Linked DNA regions of Pan troglodytes: region 2 is linked to region 1. A link is a contact called in public capture Hi-C data. All regions are on one chromosome and are shown on one strand. Each heading gives the region's core, a stretch centred on a gene start, on an enhancer-like site or on the middle of the called end of the contact. The rest is flanking DNA. Distances are from core to core; before and after follow the strand shown.

Region 1 (3,590 bases), core at 1,018-3,517:
ACGTGGAGTAAACCACTATGGAGAGAGAGAGTGAAAGAGAGAGTTGTCTTAGGGCAGGTGCTTGGAGCTAATCTAGTTGAGCGACCCATCCTGAGGCTCCCCACAGCTCAGGGAAGCAGCCAGCCCCATGACCTGGTCTGCATCTCTGGCAAGTGGGCCAGCCCTTGCAGAGACCCTGGACGGTGGGAAGAGCTGACGCAGAGAGGGCCTGAGACCCAGTACTCTGACCCTGACCTTCAGAAGCTCCACAGCCTCTGGGGTGAAAAGGGATCGGAATGAGGCCATTCTAGTTAAGGTTTTCTCCAAAATGGCTACTCATCAAGGCTTCAGATGAAGATTCCAAACCCCGGTGCTGCGAGCAGCATGGCTGGGAGCAGCAGGGTATCCTGCTCCTGCACCACCTCCACCCCCACTAACACCAGCAAGGAACCCCTCAGGGACTGAGGCTCTATGGCCAGCTTTGTTTGCAAACGTCCAGTCATTCATGAAGGTTTCCCAGTAGGGTTACCAGTTAGTCAAATGAGCCAAGGTCATTTATTTCTACTAAATATATAAAATGAGGTATCTTAAGTGGAACTTCAAAAAACAGGTGAGATGTTCCTTAACAATAAAGCAGGCTAAACAGCCTGCCTTTGAGTCCTTTGACTGTTTTCTTGACTACCAGCTGGAGCCACTGTAGCAAATGTTTCAGTTCCCTGGAGCCAAGACAAGCCATCCAGCCCTATCACTCCAGGGTCCCCACAAGTCCCCCCATAGCACAGCCTCCATTCTGATGTATGGTGCATAAGCGCATCAGATTGGAATCTTCAACCCAAGGCTGCTCTGTCCGTGCAAAGGTATTGATTAAGAAGCCCCCTATGCCAGGCATTATGCAGGTGCCGAGAACTCAATGCTGGTTATGATTACCTGTGGCCTTGAGGTGCCCAGAGTCTAGTGGGAAGGGAGAAGCAGAAAGCTTTCAGTTTCTGTGTTCCACTTCTGCCACTAAACTCTGCCAGTAAGTTGTTGTACAGACCCCTTCTGGCAAGAAAGCTGTGCGCAAGAGAGGATGGTATGGGCCTGGAATCTCTGAAATCGGTCCCTAGTTATAGCAAAATGCAGAAAAGAGTGGAGCTCAAAATAATGAATCAGTTTGTGTGCACGCGTGCATGTGTGTGTGTGTGTTCATCAAAAGGTGAGAGACTCCATTCTCTTTTTTTTGAGACGAAGTTTCACTCTTGTTGCCCAGGCTGGAATGCAGTGGCACAATCTCAGCTCACTGCAATCTCTGCCTCCCGGGTTCAAGCGATTCTCCTGCCTCAGCCTCTGGAGTAGCTGGGATTACAGGCACCTGCCACCGTGCCTGGCTAATTTTTTGTATTGTTAGTAGAGACGGGGTTTCACCATGTTGGCTAGTCTGGTCTCGAACTCCTGACCTTCAGGTCTCCCAAAGTGCTGGGATGGGATTACAGGTGTGAGCCACCATACCTGGCTTTTCTTTTTTTTTCTTTTTTTGAGATGGAGTCTTGCTCTGTTGCCCAGGCTGGAGTGCAGTGGTGCAATCTCGGCTCACTGCAACCTCCGCCTCCAGGGTTCAAGCGATTCTCCCGCCTCAGCCTGTGGAGTAGCTGGGATTACAGACACCTGCCACCACACCCAGCTAATTTTTTTTTTTTTTTTTTTTTTTTTTTTTTTTTGTATTTTTAGTACAGACAAGGTTTCATCATGTTGGCCAGGTTGGTCTCAAATTCCTGACCTCAGGTGATCCACCTGCCTCGGCCTCCCAAAGTGCTGGGATTAGACTCCATTCTTGCCAACTGCAGTAGCACAAGTGTGCCTGGCCTTGCTCACATTGCATTCCTTTCTCTTGCTTTCTGCCTTCTCTGATGCTGAGAGGAAAATGGTGTAGACCTTACACTGTCAGAAAAATCTCAAGAGAGTCTCAAAACAAAATGTATGCTGTTCCACAATTAGTCACAGCTGCAGGGGAAATGCATAAAGCAAACATTAAATGAAAGCACTCTCTAAGAATTCACCTCAGACTGGAATTAGAGACTTTATCCACGTGGGGCAGAGTACGCGGGGTTCTTGTAATCCTGACTGGCCTCCTCCAGCCAACCTCCCTCCGTTTACCAGGCCCCAAACTATTCTGGGTTTGACAGGCATGCAGATGTGCGGAGAGGAGAAGAGGACCATGCAGGCTTGAAGCAGCAGGATACTGATCACTACTGGCTCTGCTTTGAGGGGTCATGGTCACGGCTGTCAGGACACAAAGATGGGAGAGGAGCTCCCTGCACAAAGCCCTTGTCCACCCCGCCTGGACACAGGTCCTCAAGGCCCCTTCCCAGTTTCTCTTCTGAACGGACAGCCCAGCCCTTGTGGGATGGCGTTAGCCCCGCAGATGGGAAGGCAGAGCAGAGGCGTTACAGGGGTAGGTGGGAAAACAGGACGTCCCCAGGGCAGAAAGTAATAGGAGCGATTGGCCTCGCCCAGTACCCTATAGCTAATAGGTGCTTGCTGAACAGTTGCAGGAAGCACAGGCAGATGGGGCATCAGAGGGCCCTAAGCACAGAGCACATGGGAGTGAGAAAGGGGGACAGTTCATGGGATGATACCAAGTCGGTGTACAGCAGACAGCACAGGCTGTGACCGTTTGCTGAGGGCTGCGCACAGAGGAGGAGGAAGCCCCAAGCTTTCAACAACCCTGGCTTTATGAGCGGTGGGATCAGACTCTGGCTTGTTAAAGACACTGCCAGAGGATCCTGGTCAACAAAGAAGAAGACCCCGGTGTGTCCAACGTGGGACCGGACTTCTACAGATGAGCATGCGCTCCCACCTCCAGGATGGTAGTCGGTATGAACCCGCGGTGCAGCCATAGTCCCGTGAGCTGCCCGCTTCCTGCCCTGGCCAGTGGTTCGCCTGCTACCTCGGTCGCCACCATTATCGGGTTCCTCATCCATGTGATTCCAGATCCCAGCACACTTGCCAAACCCAGTGAATGGTAAGAGGCAGAGGGTGGCGTCCCAGCCCACTCCTAGTGCAAGGTCTGTGCCTGCAGAGCTGATGAACTCACATGGTGGCGGGCAGCACTGGGCATCTGCCATAGGCTCAGGTGATGCCAGCAGTGAGCAGGGTGCAAGACCACCCTACAGAGCTGACAAAACCATGGCGGTGGGCATATCTGCTGAAAATACCCCTCCATATCTGGAAACTTCTAACTTCTCTTCAGCCAAAGAGCCCTTGACAAGTGCATGTGTATGAAGAAGCTGGGGTAAAGGCGGTGAAATAATGCTGTGTTGCATGAACACGGTCTCCTAGAGAAACCACACACAATCAACACTCGCTGGACACGTATTTTGAAGGTATATCAATTGCTATCGTTGTCATGATCGAAAATCCTTCGTTTAAAGAGGCAGCACAGGGCTTTATGGGCGCCCTCACGCACAGGCACTCTGCCTAGGAGGGATAATGCCACTCTCCTCCTCTCACCTTTCTCTGTGCAAAGAAATGCAATGCTGCTATTTTTCATTTGTTTTATTTATTGATTTATGTTTATAGAGACAGGGATCTCACTATGTTGCCCAGACTGGTCTCAAATTCCTGGCTTCAAG
Region 2 (3,707 bases), core at 514-3,013, 220 kb after region 1:
GTATGTGTGATGTGTGTATGTGTGTGGCATGTGTGGTGTATGTGTGGTGTGTGTGTATGTGTGATGTGTGTTATATATGTGTGGTGTGTATGTGTGATGTGTGCGTTATGTTTATGTGTGTGGCATGTGTGACATATGTGTGGTGTGTGTGTGTGGTGTGTAGCTGTGACAATAAGTTTCTATAAAAATATTTTCCACATTGCGAACTTGTTCTAGCTGCTTGTTTATGGAGTCTAGCACACAGGGTATAAGGGTATAGACTTGCAAAGTTGGTTCGGAATTTACATTCAGACCTTTTTTACCAACTCTGCTGGGATCCTAAAACCCCTCTGGAATCCAAAAGCCTTCAGGACAGCATCATTTTCAGAGGAGGGTCCCATGTGTCAGGCCAGGCAGGCATCTGGTGGAGGCTGCACTGTGGCCGTACAGAGGAAGACTCAGGGGACCCACAGGCCGTGACCCCCACAGGTGAGTGAGCTCAGGGGACCTGCAGGCTGTGACCCCCACAGGTGAGCGAGCTCAGGGGACCTGCAGGCCGTGCCCCTCAAGGCAGAACTCCTGGGGGTGGAGGGAACCCCCCGGGGGTGCTGAGGCTCCTGCAGAGGGAGGACGCCCCTGGCCGGAAGCTGCACCCCAGGGAAGTGCGTTGCAGAGCCTTGGTGCTCTGCCGTGTGCTGGAGTGACAGTCCAGAAGAGAAGAAGGGTTTCTGCAGTGCAGGAGAGCGCTTGGAGAGCCCCAGCCCCAGGTCTGCATGGTCAGGATCGGCCTCCAGGGGCAGGCGTGTGGTGCCACTGTGTGTGTACCCACGCAAGCATGCCTTCACTTGTCTTTCAATCCCAGTCAATCTTATCTTTCCTTTCCTCTCTCCACAGTGCCTGACAGTTTTAGCATTCAGCCTTAAAAACCCAAACCCCCAAGTTTCACCATTTTGTAATACTTTGCAACTTACAAACGGCTAAACACACACTCATTTCATTATTTATAGCTTGGTAGATCTTACTGGCTCTGTGTGGCAGGCGACGAAAAGGCTGTGAGCCTTTGAGCAACTTGCCTGGAGAGGAGGAAATGAAACCGGGCCTTTGACGACCTGCCAAGAGCCATTTCTGCTGCCCCAGAGCAAACCTTCGCACACAAGCTGAGCGCCTTGGAAACGCACTGCAGAGGGGCGGGTGCTGTCCTGGCACTGACTCAGCTTTTCACAGCGCAAGGCCAAGCCCGAACGACGCGCTGGCTTTAATGGAGATCTGTCGCAGCCGTTCCATCCCATCTGCACATCCACTTAGGCGGCGGGTCCAGGGTCATGGATTCAAGAGAAGTGGCATCAAACCTGCTTTACTTAAACCAACAAGCGGTTCAGAAAATACACTCCCAAATAACCGGGGATCTAGATCTCCGGGAATAATAAATTACACCCGTCTCCCAATACTGGGACTGCATTTGTGTGTGAAGGCAGTCAATGGCTGAGAGACGGCTCTGCGGTGAGATGCTGGGGCAAAATAGATCAAAAGATCTCGGCTCCCTGGAGCCACTGCTGCTTCAGTGTCCTCCACTGAGGGAGGTGCACCTCCTAGCCTCTCCTGGACTGTAACTCGGAAGGGGTGGGGGTGGGTGTGGGGAGCATGGATAAGGGGCGGTTCGTTGGAGATTGTCAGTCTTGCATCTTGATGGCTGGCTCCAGCCTAGATTCTCCTCTGAGGTGGTCTAGGCATCCACTCCTTTCCCCACTGAACCCCTAGCTGAGATATCCACAATGAATGTGTGTCTCCCCGAACAACCTGCTTTTGTTTCTGTCTCCTCTTCCAGCCAATGGCACCACCATCGTTCTAAGCTAGACATTCATGCATCAACATTAACCCGTCTCCTCTCATCCTGTCTTCTAATCCACTGCCAAGTTCTGCAGATCCTACCTCAAGCCCATCCCCTCCTCTGTATTCCCTGGCCGGATTCCTGGTGCCTGGTGTGTCTCTGGTTTGGCCCTTTTAGGGGGTGCTCTGCTGTGCTCCCAGTCCCACCACCTTGGGACTGAGGTCACACCGTCACATCACGGCGGTGGGGCAGCTCACGCCCAGTGGTGGAGGGTGGATGCGAAGGGCCCACCTCTAGCCTCCTACCTCTGGCTCCCCTCAGTCTTCTGTGGCAACCACACTGCAGTGGGACTCCACCTCTGCTTCCTTCTCTTCCTGAAGGTGCTGTCGAGAGCACCCCAAGACACTCCCTGCCAGCAAGTCTCAGAGCCTGTTCTCCTGGGAACCTATAACCTGTGGCACTTGGTGCCTGGATAATCCTAGGAAGCAAACTCTAAAATGGAGTTAGAGCTGGAATCCCTCCTGCCAGTGGCCAAAGAGGAGCCTGTCACTGTTGGAAGAAAGTGCTGAAGCTCTGAGTGGGGCCCCGAGGAGCAAAGGGCAGGGTCAGGCGGCATGCAAGCGCCCTGTCTCTGTGGCTGTGCACACAGGCAGACCCTGTAGATTCCAGGTGTCTGTGGAGGGAAAAGAGGTCACGTGGGGCTACCTGCGGGCCAATGAGAGCATCCCAGCAAAGATTTTGGGGGTTCAGCAGCTGAGAACGATGGACCATTTGAAAGAGAGCCCCTGGCATGCTACTGAGCCCTGTGGAGTTGGAGCATCTGTGCAGCAATTGTCATAAGACAGAAGTGGGGCATCTAGGCCCAGGCCCAAGCAGGCCCACGGGGCATGAGCGAGCTGCACAAGCAGGTCCTCAGACTCCCGTGCCATCCACACCATGGCGTGACTGCCTCTCCTTGGGCTCACAACCATGGCCCCACGGTGGTAGTGGCCGGGCTGGGGAGATTCCTTATGACACAGTGAGGGATCCAAGCTTGGTTCATAATTGAGTTAGCTTAACATACGGCTGCAAGCCAAAAATGCACTGTCGCTATCCTGTAATCCTCTTTAGGGTTGAAAGAGTGGTGAGGGGAGACCCTGTCAATAAGCAGAGCCTTGAGCAACGCAACTGCTATGGTCCGAGTGTTTTTGTCTCCCCAGATTCCTATGTCGAAACCTAATCACCAAGGCGGTGGGATTAGGAGGTGAGGCCTTTGCAAGGTGATTGGGTCATAAGTCAGAGCCCTCAGGAATGGGATTAGTGCCCTTATAAAGACAGGGCATTAACCAGTCACCTCTCATCCTGTGAGGCCCCAGAGAGCTGCCTTGCCCCTTCTACCATCTGAGGGTATAGCTAGAAGACGTCATCTAAAACCAAAAAGTGGTCCCTCATGAGACCCCAAATCTGCTAGTGCATTCATCTTTGACTTCTGAGCCTCCAGAACTGGAAGGAATAAATGTGTGTTGTTTATAAGCCAGCCAGTCTACGGTATTGAGTGACAGCAGCCCAAACAGATGAGGCAGCAGCTGACAGTGGACTGTGTGTGGAAAGGAAAGAGTCCTGAGTTAGGAATAGATACAAGCTCCTAAGCAGTGGCAAACGTCTTGGCAGCCTCTTTAAGGGCAGGGACAGAGAAAATCTGGAAGACTGAGGACAGGTAAGACAAGGAGCTCTGCAGAGCAGGCACGTGGACAGACCCATGGGAGGGGCAGGACACGTCCGCATGTTTGCACAGCATGGCAGAGCTCACAGGAGAGCGCTTCAACAAGCGGATGGAGGGATCCGGCCAGTGGACCACTGCCAGCCTCTGCCACTGGCCACAGCAGTCCTGGGCCAGGGCACTCCTGCGTGGAGGAAGCGT

Evidence for each region. Capture Hi-C pulls out chosen DNA fragments and counts their contacts.
Region 2: a capture Hi-C map of stem cell-derived neural stem cells shows a contact between it and region 1, with 7 times the contacts expected there. The contact joins two enhancer-like sites. A contact is called at or near these places in 1 of 7 Hi-C or Micro-C datasets (induced pluripotent stem cells) and 1 of 1 other capture datasets (stem cell-derived neural stem cells).

The regions. Positions count from the first base shown.
Region 1 is chr5:173,247,169-173,250,758 of NHGRI_mPanTro3-v2.0_pri, forward strand. The region is part of intron 3 of AGPAT4 (1-acylglycerol-3-phosphate O-acyltransferase 4); the gene reads right to left. Among named protein-coding and RNA genes, the nearest start is that of AGPAT4, 120 kb to the right of the region's middle. Within about 2 kb of position 2,268, at least 3 of the 24 cell types and tissues checked have an H3K27ac peak or open chromatin away from gene starts, as enhancers often do. A contact at or near this core is called in stem cell-derived neural stem cells, where this site is marked.
Region 2 is chr5:173,464,203-173,467,909 of NHGRI_mPanTro3-v2.0_pri, forward strand. The region is part of intron 10 of PRKN (parkin RBR E3 ubiquitin protein ligase); the gene reads right to left. Among named protein-coding and RNA genes, the nearest start is that of AGPAT4, 100 kb to the left of the region's middle. Within about 2 kb of position 1,764, at least 10 of the 24 cell types and tissues checked have an H3K27ac peak or open chromatin away from gene starts, as enhancers often do. A contact at or near this core is called in stem cell-derived neural stem cells, where this site is marked.